4 separate regions of the Sus scrofa genome follow, and all the other regions are linked to region 1. The links are chromatin contacts, called in public HiChIP or PLAC-seq maps. All regions are on one chromosome and are shown on one strand. Each heading gives the region's core, a stretch centred on a gene start, on an enhancer-like site or on the middle of the called end of the contact. The rest is flanking DNA. Distances are from core to core; before and after follow the strand shown.

Region 1 (2,996 bases), core at 62-2,561:
TGGGGCCCTCCAGCCTGAGAGGTACAGGCAGTGAGGATGGGGCCTTGGCACTTGTGTCACGGGGCACTTGTTTCACATGGCTCCTGGAGCTGCAGGTCTGGGACTTGCAGATCTGAATGGTGAACCAACCGTTCTTTCTTGTATTTACTTTCTCCTTGGCACTTCCTAGAGGGCTCCTCATCTCTTTGGCCCTCATCAGGAGACACCATGGAGGAACTGGGTTAGGTGGTTGGGGTCTGGAGAGAATTCTAGGCAGGGAGTTTGAAGACAGTTTGGGTTCCCCCATGTCATCTCTTGCTAATATCCTTGTGGGTTTTATTGCCCTCTGAGCCCTGGTTTCTTCTCCAGTAGAGGAGGATAATAAGGCCTCTCTTGCAGGAGGGGTGTCAAGATCTAGGGCGTTGAGCTGCTGCTTTCCAGCAGGGCTGGCGTCTCTAGATGGAATGACTGGAACGGCTTGTGTTGAAGGTGGAGACATGATACAAAAACAGAAAAAGGACCCAAAACGAGGGCTGTCACAGGATACCCCATGATCCCATGCCAAGTCCTGGAAGCAAGCACAAAGCTGTGAGGAGGTCTGGGTGCTGTAGCCCAGAGAGGGGAGGTCACTGGCTTGATCCATGACAGCCAGGGGGACAAGCTCAGGGCTCACTGGCAGGTGTCTGAGCCGGGCTTTGTGGTCCCCGGAAATGGGCAGCAGATCAGGCACCCAAAGCAGGCGTGTGGAGGAGCCGGGTCATAGCGTGCGGGCGGTCAGGGCTCTGGGACTTCAGATTCAGTTCAGTATGTTTCCTGGGCACCTGCTCTGGCTGTGGGAGCTCATTCACTCGAGGAGACAGATGTTTCCAGAGCAGGGTGGTGAGCAGCAGGTGGTTCCGATTTTTGGTTCAGGCACCAGACCCAGGTCTCAGAGACAGGCTTTTCCTATCACAGTCGCCTGGCCTCCTCCAGGAACCTCATATGTTCACCTTTTATTGTGCAGGGAGAAAGGCAGGTCATCCCAGGGTGCCCTGAAAGAGTTGGTGTCTTTGAACTGGGCCCAGTGGCCCTCCCTTCCCCCGCAGCCTCAGCCCCGCTGTGTCTCAGTAAGTGGGCAGCCATGTACCAACCGGGGTTCTGTTCTTTGGCCCCTAGCTGTGGTGTGGCTGGGGTGCTCTGGGGAGCCTGAGGGCTGTCCCATGGCTGTTCCCTTTCTGGGGGTGGGTCCCAGTGGCCCTGATGGATTGCCCTTTCACCCCCACTGGGTTGCTGTGGTTTCCTCATCAGCAGAAATGACTCCTTACCCACAATTGCATCAGACTTTCCACAGATGGAGTGAATCACGTTGCAAGATGTGGTTTCAGACTGTGCCCTGTATTCTGCTCAGGGCTGGCTGGGCCAGAGGGGTGGGGGCTGGGGCTGACAGTGCTTTGACTTGGACTTGGGAGAGGGAAGCAAAAGCCAGGAGGGCGTTGCCTGGGTGGGGAGGGGTAGGCGTGAGAGGATGCGGAACTCATTCTCACAGGCTGGGGAGGGGGCTGAAGCAAGTGTCCAGCGACCTTGACCGCAACCACATGAGGAACCATATACCTTGCTCCCCCCCCAGCCCCACCACTACCTCCAAGAGGGAAGAAATGAAGAGCACGAGCTGATTCATCCTCTAATGCACTGCAGCGGTGTGGGGGGAGCCAGGGAGCTGAGTTGGTTTCATTTCCTCCTCTTTCTCTATTTTGAACTCCATGGCTTGCTTCCCCCTCAGCTGACATGTCATGGCCATGGGCTGAGGGCTCACAACCTCAAGACCAGTTTCTTTCCTCTCTCTACTTCATAGCCTATAGCTATGGAGGTTTGGTTATTAAGGCCCTGTTGCCTGGGGTTCCAGAGTCCCTGGACTGGAGAGCTGGGAGGTACGGCCAGATCCACAAGCACTCTGTGGCTCGGCACTTGAGCCATCTCATGCCAAGCCTCTTCACCTCTTGGGGCTGCTTGGCTGGCCATGCAGTTCAAGGTTATGGCCAGCCTTGACCTTGTAGGTGTGTGGTACTTTACCAGAAATATGCACAGGGTTCAGGGTTCATGACCTGGGAAGAACACTTGAACTGAAACCTAAGAGGTGTCCCCAGGAGGACAAGGTTGGGAGTGGGTGGAGAGTGGGGTGGGATGGACAATGCATCATGTGCAAGAGGAAAGAGGGATAAGATAACTTGGTCTGTTTAGGGAATGCTCACTAACTCAATATGACTGCAGTAGAAAATGAGCTTATAAGGCAGATTTCTGGGAGGTAAGGTAGGAACAACAAATAGACCTGCATTGTGACATTTGAGGACATTTAGAGGCCTAAAGGTAGCAAGAACATTTCATCTTGAAAACTAACTGTGATGAATTGGTGGTGGCTGCTTGGAGTACTGTATTAAGAAGGATTCTGAGGCTGCATCTGGTTTATTAGGGAAGAGTGCTGGGTTTAGTTGGTGATGTCATCCATAGGCTGGGGAGCTGGGAGTGACAACCCACATGTCACATATTTTCCAGCTTCACTTAGGAGCTGTGGAACAATGGGAAGAGTCTGAGGAGGAAAGTGGTGGGACCAGGAGAGCAGGTGAGGTAGAGACATCGTTCATCGTTGTCTAACGCCATAGAGGAAATAAACGAAAGAGATGAGATTGAACCCAGGTCTGGGTGACAATAAAGTCTCATCCTTAAAAATTCCCTATCTTTTAAGAGAACGATTCCTTTCTCGACCAGAGAAAGCATATTTCAGTGTGAAAGCTCCCTGTTAGTTTGGTCAACAATCTTTCTTCTTGCTGCCTCTTGTTTTCATCTTGCTTCCTGTCTCTTACCCTCCCCCACCCCTGGTCACCTTATGCCTAGTCCTGCTCCAGCAGGACTTCCCAATTCAAGGGCTGTGGCTTGCTGGGTGCCCTGAACTCTTCTTGGCTCTGAGGTCAAATCTCAATCAATGGGGAAAGCTTATTTATTTATTTTTCATACAACTGGTTGGGGAATATCAGCAGACGAGA
Region 2 (3,135 bases), core at 293-2,792, 620 kb after region 1:
CCGGATCCCGAGATTTCAGTCTCATCTGGCAGGCACAGTTATTTGAAATGGAATCATGTGTCACCCCAAGTGGGAATGCCTTATTATTGCCTTTTTTAGAGAAAAGAGCAAGCTCAGAAATCAATCTCCAAAATTTGGACGGGTTGCATCAGGCTATGGATCCAAGGCTGCCTCGTTAGGGGTCTCTGGTCTTGGGATGCACATCATGACTGCTTTCAGCTGGAGCCAGCTGTGCTGCTCTGGGCACAGGCAGGCCAGGATCCTGGCGGGCAGGCCCTGGCAAGATCGTCTCTTCGTGAACTCTCCCCTCCCCCAGCCTTTCCTGTGCTCAGAATTTCACAGGGAAGATTTTTTTTTTTCCTCCCGTCTTGAAAGGTAATCATCTCAAAGAGGTGGTCTGCCAGGCCCCGATGAGCCAGAAGGCTCTCCAGGAGGCCGCCTGGCACCCAGGTTCCCCACTTAGGCAATGAAGGTGATTTAGCAGCAGCCTGCAGCCAAGAGAGCGAAATAAGAATATAGGCAGTTTTTTGATAAAACCAGATTCTGTCTGTGGATCTGGATCGTGGAGGAAAAAGAAGGTTTGCGTGTATAGAGCCAGCAGCTAGTCTAAGGAAAACACTGCCTGTCATCAGCTGTGTACACATCTAAGTGGAGAATCTGTTTCTCATCATGTCTGGCCAAAACGGAAGTTCTCTCCTGTCTGGGATATACTTGATAATCCTGCGTGTACAATTACGAACACCCCATATATTGACAGTTCATCTGTGCAGGAAATTGGATAGAGGTTTTCCCAAGTTTTGCCACAGTCTTAAAATTTAAATGATCTAACAGCAATGAGTTAGGAAGCTAGAAGAAACTTCTCTAAGTGATTAATAATAAAAAGACAAAATCTAGTTGACAATATCAAAGAGAAGACAAAAATATCCTTTTATTTTCCCTACAGAACCTGGTAATACAACTGTTGACATGTAGAGAGGGGGTTGAAGAGTAGGTAGGAAAAAAAGTATCGTAAAAGCATGTCAGGCAGTTAACTATTAAATGTTGTCGGGGGGGGTTCCCCTAATTTTGTCATGTTGGTGGTATTGGTCAGCTTTCTCAGATGTGATTGGTGATGTGTTGTGATTTCTCATTCTAAATAATACTCATACCTAATTTTGTGTTTGGCATTTGGCTTTTTTTTTTTTTTTCCTGAATGAACACCCAGCCAAACTTGGGTCCAATCTGGACAGAGCAGTTGCGACCTGCTGGCAGGTTGGTTGTGGGTCCAAGAGAAGGGTGGTCAACACTGACTTCAGGTTTGTATCTTTCCAAATGTTCAGAGAGTTAAAAAAAAACCTACTTTATGGGATAATGGGAATAACTGTTTTCAAATGCCCTTTACTTGGAAAAGGATACAGCCTGCCCTTTATGCTGACTTCCCCTTACTTTTACATCTGGGATGCTGCTGGTCTGTGAAATCTCACATCGAAGCTGAGTCATGCAGTGTCTGAGCAGGACTGCCCAGCAATGAGCCCTGCAGAGGTGCCTTGGCCAGGAGGGGCTTGGGAAAGAGCTGGCTCTGAGACGCAGACTCAGCTGGGTCAGTTGAGCCATGGAGAGGCCCAGAGCGTACAGCTGGCCCAGAGCAAAGACTGTTTCCCCAGGGCTGGCCCTGCTTGCGGTCCTCCCAGCAGGCCTGACCCCCACTTTCACACCTGCTGCCCTCCAGGCTTCATGCTGGCTGTGTTCAAACACTCCAGGGTTTTTGTTGCTCAAGTTGAATCTCCTTGTTGCCCAAATGCCTTTTGCAGCTTCTCAGCATCTTTGCCCATACTCAAGGTGGTCCCCCGCTCACCCAAGATCTCCGTGTCACCCCAGGTCACGTCCTGGCTGATGCTGACTCATGGCACCACCTGAACCAGACCACTTGCTCCCTATGTTTATTGACAGGTGGGACCATGTGGCAAAGGCATGAAAACCCCCTGCAGCTGCAAGCCACATCCGGGGAGCCTGTGACACCTGGGGAGTCATCATTAGAGCCATTACACTTGTAACTTGCCTTCGCTAATCAAGCTTGCTTTAATTGTTGCTACAAAACCCCTGCGTGTCTTCCAAGCCACACCTAGCTGAAACAAGATGTTCACCCGAGATGTTTTTTAGGAACTTGGAGTCAGCTGTGTCCAATTGGAGCTCAACCCTGTTAAGATTGGTTAGGACCACCGACCCACCAACTGGGCATGCGCTAGTGTCCGCTCCGTGACCTTTTGACGTCAGAGGACGCAAAACTCCACCCCTAAAGCATGCGCACCACCTTCTCTTGAATACGCATTCTGTGAAGAAGCTTGGGGCTTAGTTACACCTGCACGGAGCTACAATCACCTCATCTTTTTCTTACTTTCAATCACCTTTCCCCACGTTCTCCACGCCTCCCACACCAAAGACCATAAATACCCCTCACCCTCTGGAAGGCAGAGCTGGGACTTACTCTTCAGGCTCTTTTTTTTTTTTTTTTTTTTGCCTCAAAAGGAAAGAAAACCCTTTCTTCTCAAATCTCGGTTATTGGGCTGGCTGCTTGTAGGGAAAATGAACTTTAAGTAACACTCTGAACTCCTTCCTCTCGTCTCCTGGCTTTTTTGCCTCCAAAAAACCCCCTTTTCCTGCCTAAATCTCGGCCACTGGGATAGTTGCTTGTAGGGAAAACGAGCTTTCTTTAGTAAAGAGAAATGCTCTGAACTTTCTCTGCCCTTCTACTCGAAAGAATCAACTGTAGGTCACCTTGGAAGACAAATCCAGCCTGTTTAAAGTTAGCCTTAGTTGCTCTTAATTCTTTCTGCTTCTCAAACACATGGGCAGCCACCCAAAGAGGCCTGTGGACCTTAAGGGTGCTTCAGGTCCCTCGGCACAAGGCAGCCCCACGCCCTTGGGCTCCCCTGTGCAGGAGGAAGCCACCTAAGTTAGGTTTAACTAGGGTGAAACAGGGTGGCAAATGCTTCTGCGGTACTTATTTCTGTGTCAGGCTATTCTAAGTGCTGGAATAGTGTCCCTAATCCTCTCCACAACCCTGTGATGCTCCCCAACTTCTAGAGGGGAAAACTGAGGGTAGCTCTCATTTAAAGTTGACTTTGTGCCACTCTTGGCACCGACTTCTCACCTGGG
Region 3 (3,427 bases), core at 558-3,057, 910 kb after region 1:
CTTCCACTAATGCTCTCTGAGACCCTTTCTAAATCTAATTTGCTATGCTTGTGGGGAGAAATCTATGGCCTGCCCTCAGGGAGGGGCAGCAAGGCTAATGCACCGCCCAGGGGAGAAAGCAGAGGCTCTGGAAATGGGCTTAGTCCTTACAGGATGCCCCCAGGGCAAGGAGGATCCAGGGCTGGAAAGGCCAGGGAAGTTCTCTGGGCAGGGTGTGCCCAGAATATTCCTTGGAAAAGAGAGTTGCTGCGGATCAGCTGCGGAAGGCACTTGGCAGAACAGAAAGAGCACTTGAGGGAAGTAAAACCAGCCCTCTCTATGTTCGTGTTGGCCGCCTGCACACAGCCGGCCCTCGACGGGGCCCATTGTCTCTGGTTCCACCCCCACCCCTAAGTAAAGCAAACCCAACAGCTTGAAAGAACGCAAACAGCTGCGGAGCAAGGAGCAAGCTTCCCACCCATCCCCAGCCAAGGTGAACAGGCTGTGAGTTTGTTGACAGAGAAAAAAGTCATCAATTTTTCATTACCCAGCGAAGGCAACAGAATGTCTTGGGATGTCAACAGTTTCCAGGCAACAAAGAAACCAAATCCACAGTCCCCTCACTTGAAAAGATGTTTCCTTTACAAGCATCAGCTTGGATGGGGAGCCCAGGGAGGGGGGTGGGGTGGAGGTGGGAGGCAGAGGCAAGTGAAACCCCTTGGCACCTGCAATGGCTGATTCAGACATTGAAGGTTTGCAGTTGTCTGCAATGACCCCATTAACAGATCTTGTCAGACGGTGACTCAAGGCCAGGCTCATCTTTGGGGAGGATTCAGGCACAAGAGCAAGTCAGCTGGCGTGGCTTATTCATCTGTTTAGTCAACAAACATTTTTGAGTGCTCTTAGGACCTGTGCTCAGGCCCGGGGGCCCAGTCTAGCTGGGGAGATAAGCAAGAAAACCACTTCCCTCCACCTGAGGGATGAGAAAACCAAGAGCCAGAGAGAAGAAACAACTGTCCCAAGATCACAGGGCCACCTAGGGGCCGAGCTGTCCTTGAAGCCCCCGCCCAGGTTCTTTGCAGCTGTGCCAAGGTCCCCAACCTACAGGTCCCCAGAGGATGCTGGCACAGACACAGTCTCATCCAGAACTAACATGGCAAGCTTTTTAGAACCCTCGGCCAAAGCAGCCAGATACTGAATCTAAAAACCAAAAGAAGGACTTCCCGTCATGGTTCAGAGGTTATCTATCGAACCTGACTAGCATCCATGAGGACGGGGGATCGATCCCTGCCCTCGCTTAGTGGGTTAAGGATCCAGCATTGCCATGAGCTGTGGTGTAGGTCGCAGACACAGCTCAGATCCTGCATTGCTGTGGCTGTGGTGTAGGCTGGTGACTCCAGCTCTGATTAGACCCCTCGCCTGGGAACCTCCATATGCTGAGGGTGCAGCCCCAAAAAACAAAAAGACCAAAAAAAAAAAAAAATGAAAAGGAGATCATGAGACTCTCGTGGTGCAGTCAATGATTGTTATTTTAACTCTAAAATAGGTGGTTCTAACCAAAACAGAAAAGGCTGGCCCTTTCCAGAGCACTTTGGCAGGCCTAGAGCTCCCAGGTTGTCTCCTCGTGTTTGCGTTAACGTTTCCCAGTGAATGTCAATGGAGACTCAAGAATAAGTCAACACAGGTCCTCACGGTAAATGGCAAGCCTTGTTAGCAGAGTAAACCGTGTGCTTAGCCTGTCTTAAAAGAATCTTTGCTGAGTAAACAGAAGGAAGGCTTTACTTGAGAGTACACAGAGCCAGGAGCTGAGGTGTGCGGGAGGGTGGAAGGCAATAACTCCACCGGCTCAGCCTGGAGGTGCCCTGGGAGGGGGCTGGGATTGGCTGCGTGTGAAGGAGAAGCGACTTTGCAAGCCCTGCAGGCCAGAAGGGGCATGGGGTAGGGGGCCCAGAGGGGTCACAGGACTTACTGTCACACAACCAGCTAAAGCAGAACCGGACCTCTCACCTAACAGCCCCCAAGGAACCAACTCTCTTAGTGAGGAGGCAAAAGCCAGACTCTGCAAAAACCCTCAGAAAGGAGAATCTGAGGGTCCATCTCATTTGCTCTGAGGTGTCAAGGAATGGATGTCTTTAACTTTCCCAGGACAATTTTTATATTTAAAGACAACGTCAAGGAAGTGAAGCCCTAGCGAAGACGGCAGTGGGGAAATATTTTTGGTCCAAATAGGTGACCAACTTTCCGTCTCCAAATGGTAACATTGACTCAATATTATCCTTAGTGGTAGTGGCTAAGGAAACAAACCTTAATAGCTTCTGGTCCTTTGCCCACACCTCACAACTTCCTTGATGGCCTTATTTACATGAGCTACTCATTTTCCCAAGTTAAAAAAAAAAAAAATTGGGGTCTGAAATCTGTGACTCATAAACTTGTTAGGCTGAAAAGCCCAAGTGCCACCATTGACTTAAAATCATCTTTACACACACACACACACACACACACACACACACACCTTGAAACATTCCACTTTTTGTTTAATTTATGGATTCCTTTCCTCTTTCTTGAAAGAGTACGAGAGCATAGATCAAAGTACAAGTATGCAGTGAAGTCATTATAAGAGCCACAGAAAAAAATTTTTTTAATCAGTACCAAGAAAAGGATGAGGAAGCACATCTATTATCCATTTAGATCAATTTAATAGCAGAGATTGGGCATCAAGCCTGGTGCTGTTTCTCCGCAGCTAAGGCAGAGAGGCGAGCATGATAAGTCACAGAGCTCTTGTTATTATAAAGGAGGCATGGTTACCAACTCCCTGGAGGACACCAGTTTTCTCCTGGTCCTAAATTTAAAAGAATTTTTCACCTAAGACCTTATTTAGGAGACAGTAACAACACAACAGCCTTCACAATTTTTATGGCAAAAGCAGAAGTGGTTTTCATGTGGCTGTTTCTTCCAGCAACCTTGGAGGAAAGCCAAGGGTAACACCACATTGCCCAGCAGCCCAGTAATATTCTTCTCTGTTTTTAGACAAGAAATGAACTTGATCAGATTAAGAGGAGAAGTCAGGGAGTTCCCACTATGGCATAATGTGATCAGCAGTGTCTGTCTCTGGAACCCCAGAACACAGGTACGACCCCTGGCCTGGCACAGTGGGTTAAAGGTTACCACGGCAGCAGCTCAGATCTGAGCTCTGGCCCAGGAATTCCATTTGCCTCGGGTGCAGCCAAAAAAGAAAAAAAAAAAAAAAAAAAAAAAAGGAAAAGTCAAATGTGCTAAATAAATTACACAGGAAGCAAGACCATATGAAAACGTACTTGGTTTCCTCTTGACTGGGTCACTACTGGGCACATAAACATGACTTTTATTTCAAACGTGTGGACTGTAGTTCCATTGTAGCTCAGCGGTAACAAACTTGACTGGTATCCATGAGGATGCAGGTTTGATCCAT
Region 4 (3,402 bases), core at 458-2,957, 790 kb after region 1:
AACCAGAAAGAGGAGGCTGAGGTCTGAGTGTTGGACCTCTGGACCCCTCCCTGGGAGCTCCCTGGGCTGACTGCCTATCTTCTGGAAACTCACAGCCCCTCTTTCTCCATGGGTCCCATTTCTTTCAGGAGTTGTTAGCAGTTTCCTCCCCTGGTTTCTGCAGGCCTTCTCTCCTGTGACTAGCCCCCGGTGACTGTATGACCCCTGTGGCTCTCCCACTCCCTGAAAACCCCTTAGAAAGTGGTCCCTTTGTGAATAAATCCTCCTCAAGGGAGAAAGTCTTGGGTGGTCAGTCTTGGAAGACTGACCCATGACAGGCATCAGTGGTCCTATGGGGCCAGGGGTGAATGAACAAAGGGACCAAGGGAAGAGGCAGGCCTTGGAAAGTTTGTCTGGGGGGAATGAGAAGTTTAGACAGATGAGAAGAAGATGGGAGGGGGCATTTTAATCAAAAGCTGGTGTAAAGGTGGCCATGATGGTGGCAGACACTGGTCAGTGATGTGACCTTGGGAGGGAGGGAAGGAGGGACCTGGCTGGAAAAGCTGATGAAAGCCAAACTGCAGAGAGATTAAAGGCCAAAGTGAAGCTTGTGACTTTACTCTAGGGGCAGCAGGAGACATCAAATTGTTCTAGAGCAGGGGCATGGCCCAGTTGCACCAAGCCATGTTGGGAATGATAATCTGGCAGTGGGGAGTGGACTGCAGTGTTTCCAACAGGGTAGCCCTATGCACAGGGCACAAAGCATGATGCCAGAGTGATGCATTCACCCCGTCTCTCCTGAGCAGTGAGGCAGAGGCAGCATGGGTGTTATCCCCCAAACAATCTCACACTCACGCCAGCATCAAAAGAGCACAGAGTGGAGCCACTGCGTCCTGAAGATGGAAGCGAAAATGTATTCTTGGAAGAGAGCGCCCCTCAAAGCTGTCCACCCACATCCCCCAGAATAAGGGGTAGGCAATCTGTTTACAGTGGCATCTGATTGAAAATGCTCCTGAGGCCAAGAGGACCTAAAAGAATACCTCTCTTCTTGAGTGCGTGAGAACAGCCCAATGGGGGTGGGGCAATCTGTCTCAGAATGGGCCCAACATGGGGACAGAAACAGTAGCCCCCAGCGGGATGCTGTTTCAGAGTTGCCAGCAAAGCGGCCCAGGAATATCCCCAGCCAAACCCACAGAGCTCTCTTTAGCCTTCTGCTTAGTTCTTCGCTAAACAGGAACTCCCTCGGTGATGGGGGCCAGTCTCTAAGAGGTCCTGTCCCTGGCAAGGTGTGGACATATTTGGAGCAGAAGGAATCCAAGGGCTCTGATCTCTTGAGACAAGAAAGACCCAGTAAGCTAGGAAAGTTAAAAAGGAGGCAGATGCCAGAGGCAGTGGCCTCTCAAACTGCTGGCAAACACATTTGCTCAGGATTACATTTCCTCCTTGAAATGGTTTGCTTTTAGTCCCAGATGGGCCTGAGAAAGGGCCCTCCTTCCTCAGGATCCTCTTCCCTGACCATCCCCTGGTGACATGAGGGTCATTATAGTGTTCCCAGGGGGTCACGATGGTTGCACAGACCAGGGAGAAAGCAGTAGGAGAGTTTGGATGAAGCCAGGAGGGGGCAAGATCCAAGCTCTGGGACATTCGAATATTCAGAGATCCAGGAGGAAGTGATGGAGCCAGAAGAGGAGGAGGAATCAGTGAGTTAGAAGGAAAGCCAGCAAGCGTGTGTCACACAAGCCAGGCACAAAGAAGGAGGAAGTGGTCAGACGCCTCCCATCCTTTTGTGGGGGTGGGGCATTATCATGACGACAGCTGTGGAGGCCATGGGTGATCTCGACACGAGCAGTTTCAGAGGAATGGAGGAAACCCAAGGCTGATTTCAGCATCTCACCTACCTTCAGAGGGAGATAGGTTTATCCCATCCTATAGATAAGGAAGCTGAAGTGGAGACAGATGATCTGACTTACCCAAAGCCTTGTGACCCATTACCAAGTTTCTGATCAGACTGTTACCCAGATGCCTGTGATCACGGGGCCATCGATGGGATGTCACAGAGGAGGTCAATGAAGATGCTGGTGGTATTAACAATGATGCTGATATTGATGATCTTGGTAACGTTGATGATGATGGTGGTGGGAGCAGTGATGGTGATAGTGGTGGTTTTTCAGATGAGGAAGTTGATAGTGAAGAGGATGTGAAAATTGACTGGTGTGTGGAATCGGACAGATCCAGATCTCTATCCTAGCCAGCCAGGAGCACGTAAACTTTTCAACTACAGAGACTTCATGTTCCTAGCTGTCAACAAAGATGACATTGCTGCTGCAAAGGACTGTTGTGAGACTGACAGATAGGAAAGCACCCTGAAGAACCTAATTCCCAGCAGGCCTTCAATAAATGCTCATTTAATGCATTTGCCTACAGGGCAAACGTGGGGAGTGCAGTTGAATGTCAATGAAGGAGCTTTTCCTTCCCAGATGGGCCTGGCCCTGCCCAATCGAAGTCCACTCCCCAACCAGAGTTAACTTAGCCCTCAAGGTCAATCATGGCCATTTCTGTGGTTGCCTGCTTCCCAGGCTCACCACTCTATGCCCCCACCTTGCTCTAAGGATGCTGCCCAAGGATGCTGGTGGATGAATGCCCAAAAGACTCTATGGGGAAGAGGAGTGGGTATGGGACAAACTTGCCAAGCTTTATTACATATCCTGCTCTCTGGTCTTGTTCAGCTGGGAATGTAGGCTATGAGTTGGACTTTAGAATCAGACGTGCCTGAATTAAGTACCACCCCTCCTTCAAGTCCTTACTCTAATTACACCTTCTCCACAAGACCCACCCTGACCATTCTGTTTATTCCACAACCCCACCAATAAGACCCTCCCTCTCATCCTTAACCTGACTCGATTTTTTCATTCCTTTTTTCATGTTTTTTCTTATTTATTATGTTTGTCTGTCCTCTTCCATTGGACTGTTATTCCAGAGGCCAGAGACTATTACCTGCGTTGACCACTGATGCATGCTCACACCTGGCACATGGGAAGTGCTCACTGAATGTGTGTAGAATAAATGGGTACCAGCTGAGCTCTTAGCAACACAGACACAACAAAGCTTCCTCATTACTGACAGATCCATCTGGCCCTAAAGCCAGGGCCCTTGCATCCCCACAAATTTCCAGTTCTTCCTGGTCACAGCCCCTCCAGTCAATGCCACCCATCACCTCTAGAACCCTTTCATGGTGAAGTCTCACCCTTATTTCAACCCATTGAAGTGTTATGGTGCCAGGTTGCTATGTGAGGAAGACGGAATGTTTCCTGGCCTTCAAAGGAGCTTGAATCCAGGCTCAGGCACCCTGGACATGGATAGGAACGTGTGCTTTGAGGTAAACCAGCAAGAACAGCCTGACCCACCCAGCCCAGCTTGAGGGAA

The links. HiChIP or PLAC-seq counts read pairs in DNA pulled down with a chosen protein or histone mark.
Region 2: an H3K27ac HiChIP or PLAC-seq map of alveolar macrophages shows a contact between it and region 1. The contact joins two enhancer-like sites. A contact is called at or near these places in 1 of 47 Hi-C or Micro-C datasets (embryonic fibroblasts) and 1 of 2 datasets of contacts at active chromatin or transcription factors (alveolar macrophages).
Region 3: a contact with region 1 is called in an H3K27ac HiChIP or PLAC-seq map of alveolar macrophages. The contact joins two enhancer-like sites. A contact is called at or near these places in 5 of 5 promoter capture datasets (fetal liver, fetal skeletal muscle, liver and 1 more), 15 of 47 Hi-C or Micro-C datasets (alveolar macrophages, blood, embryonic fibroblasts and 11 more) and 2 of 2 datasets of contacts at active chromatin or transcription factors (alveolar macrophages and skeletal muscle).
Region 4: an H3K27ac HiChIP or PLAC-seq map of alveolar macrophages shows a contact between it and region 1. The contact joins two enhancer-like sites. A contact is called at or near these places in 1 of 47 Hi-C or Micro-C datasets (liver) and 1 of 2 datasets of contacts at active chromatin or transcription factors (alveolar macrophages).

Annotation. Positions count from the first base shown.
Region 1 is chr1:168,218,771-168,221,766 of Sscrofa11.1, reverse strand. The region is part of intron 1 of LOC110262000 (a long non-coding RNA gene); the gene reads left to right. Among named protein-coding and RNA genes, the nearest start is that of UACA, 230 kb to the left of the region's middle. Within about 2 kb of position 1,311, at least 35 of the 83 cell types and tissues checked have an H3K27ac peak or open chromatin away from gene starts, as enhancers often do. A contact at or near this core is called in alveolar macrophages, embryonic fibroblasts, omental adipose tissue and 1 more, where this site is marked.
Region 2 is chr1:167,599,963-167,603,097 of Sscrofa11.1, reverse strand. The region is part of intron 1 of LOC110261987 (a long non-coding RNA gene); the gene reads right to left. Among named protein-coding and RNA genes, the nearest start is that of TLE3, 250 kb to the left of the region's middle. Within about 2 kb of position 1,542, at least 6 of the 83 cell types and tissues checked have an H3K27ac peak or open chromatin away from gene starts, as enhancers often do. A contact at or near this core is called in alveolar macrophages and embryonic fibroblasts, where this site is marked.
Region 3 is chr1:167,304,276-167,307,702 of Sscrofa11.1, reverse strand. No RefSeq gene overlaps it. Among named protein-coding and RNA genes, the nearest start is that of RPLP1, 9.9 kb to the right of the region's middle. Within about 2 kb of position 1,807, at least 26 of the 83 cell types and tissues checked have an H3K27ac peak or open chromatin away from gene starts, as enhancers often do. A contact at or near this core is called in alveolar macrophages, omental adipose tissue and retroperitoneal adipose tissue, where this site is marked.
Region 4 is chr1:167,430,651-167,434,052 of Sscrofa11.1, reverse strand. No RefSeq gene overlaps it. Among named protein-coding and RNA genes, the nearest start is that of RPLP1, 140 kb to the right of the region's middle. Within about 2 kb of position 1,707, at least 17 of the 83 cell types and tissues checked have an H3K27ac peak or open chromatin away from gene starts, as enhancers often do. A contact at or near this core is called in alveolar macrophages, where this site is marked.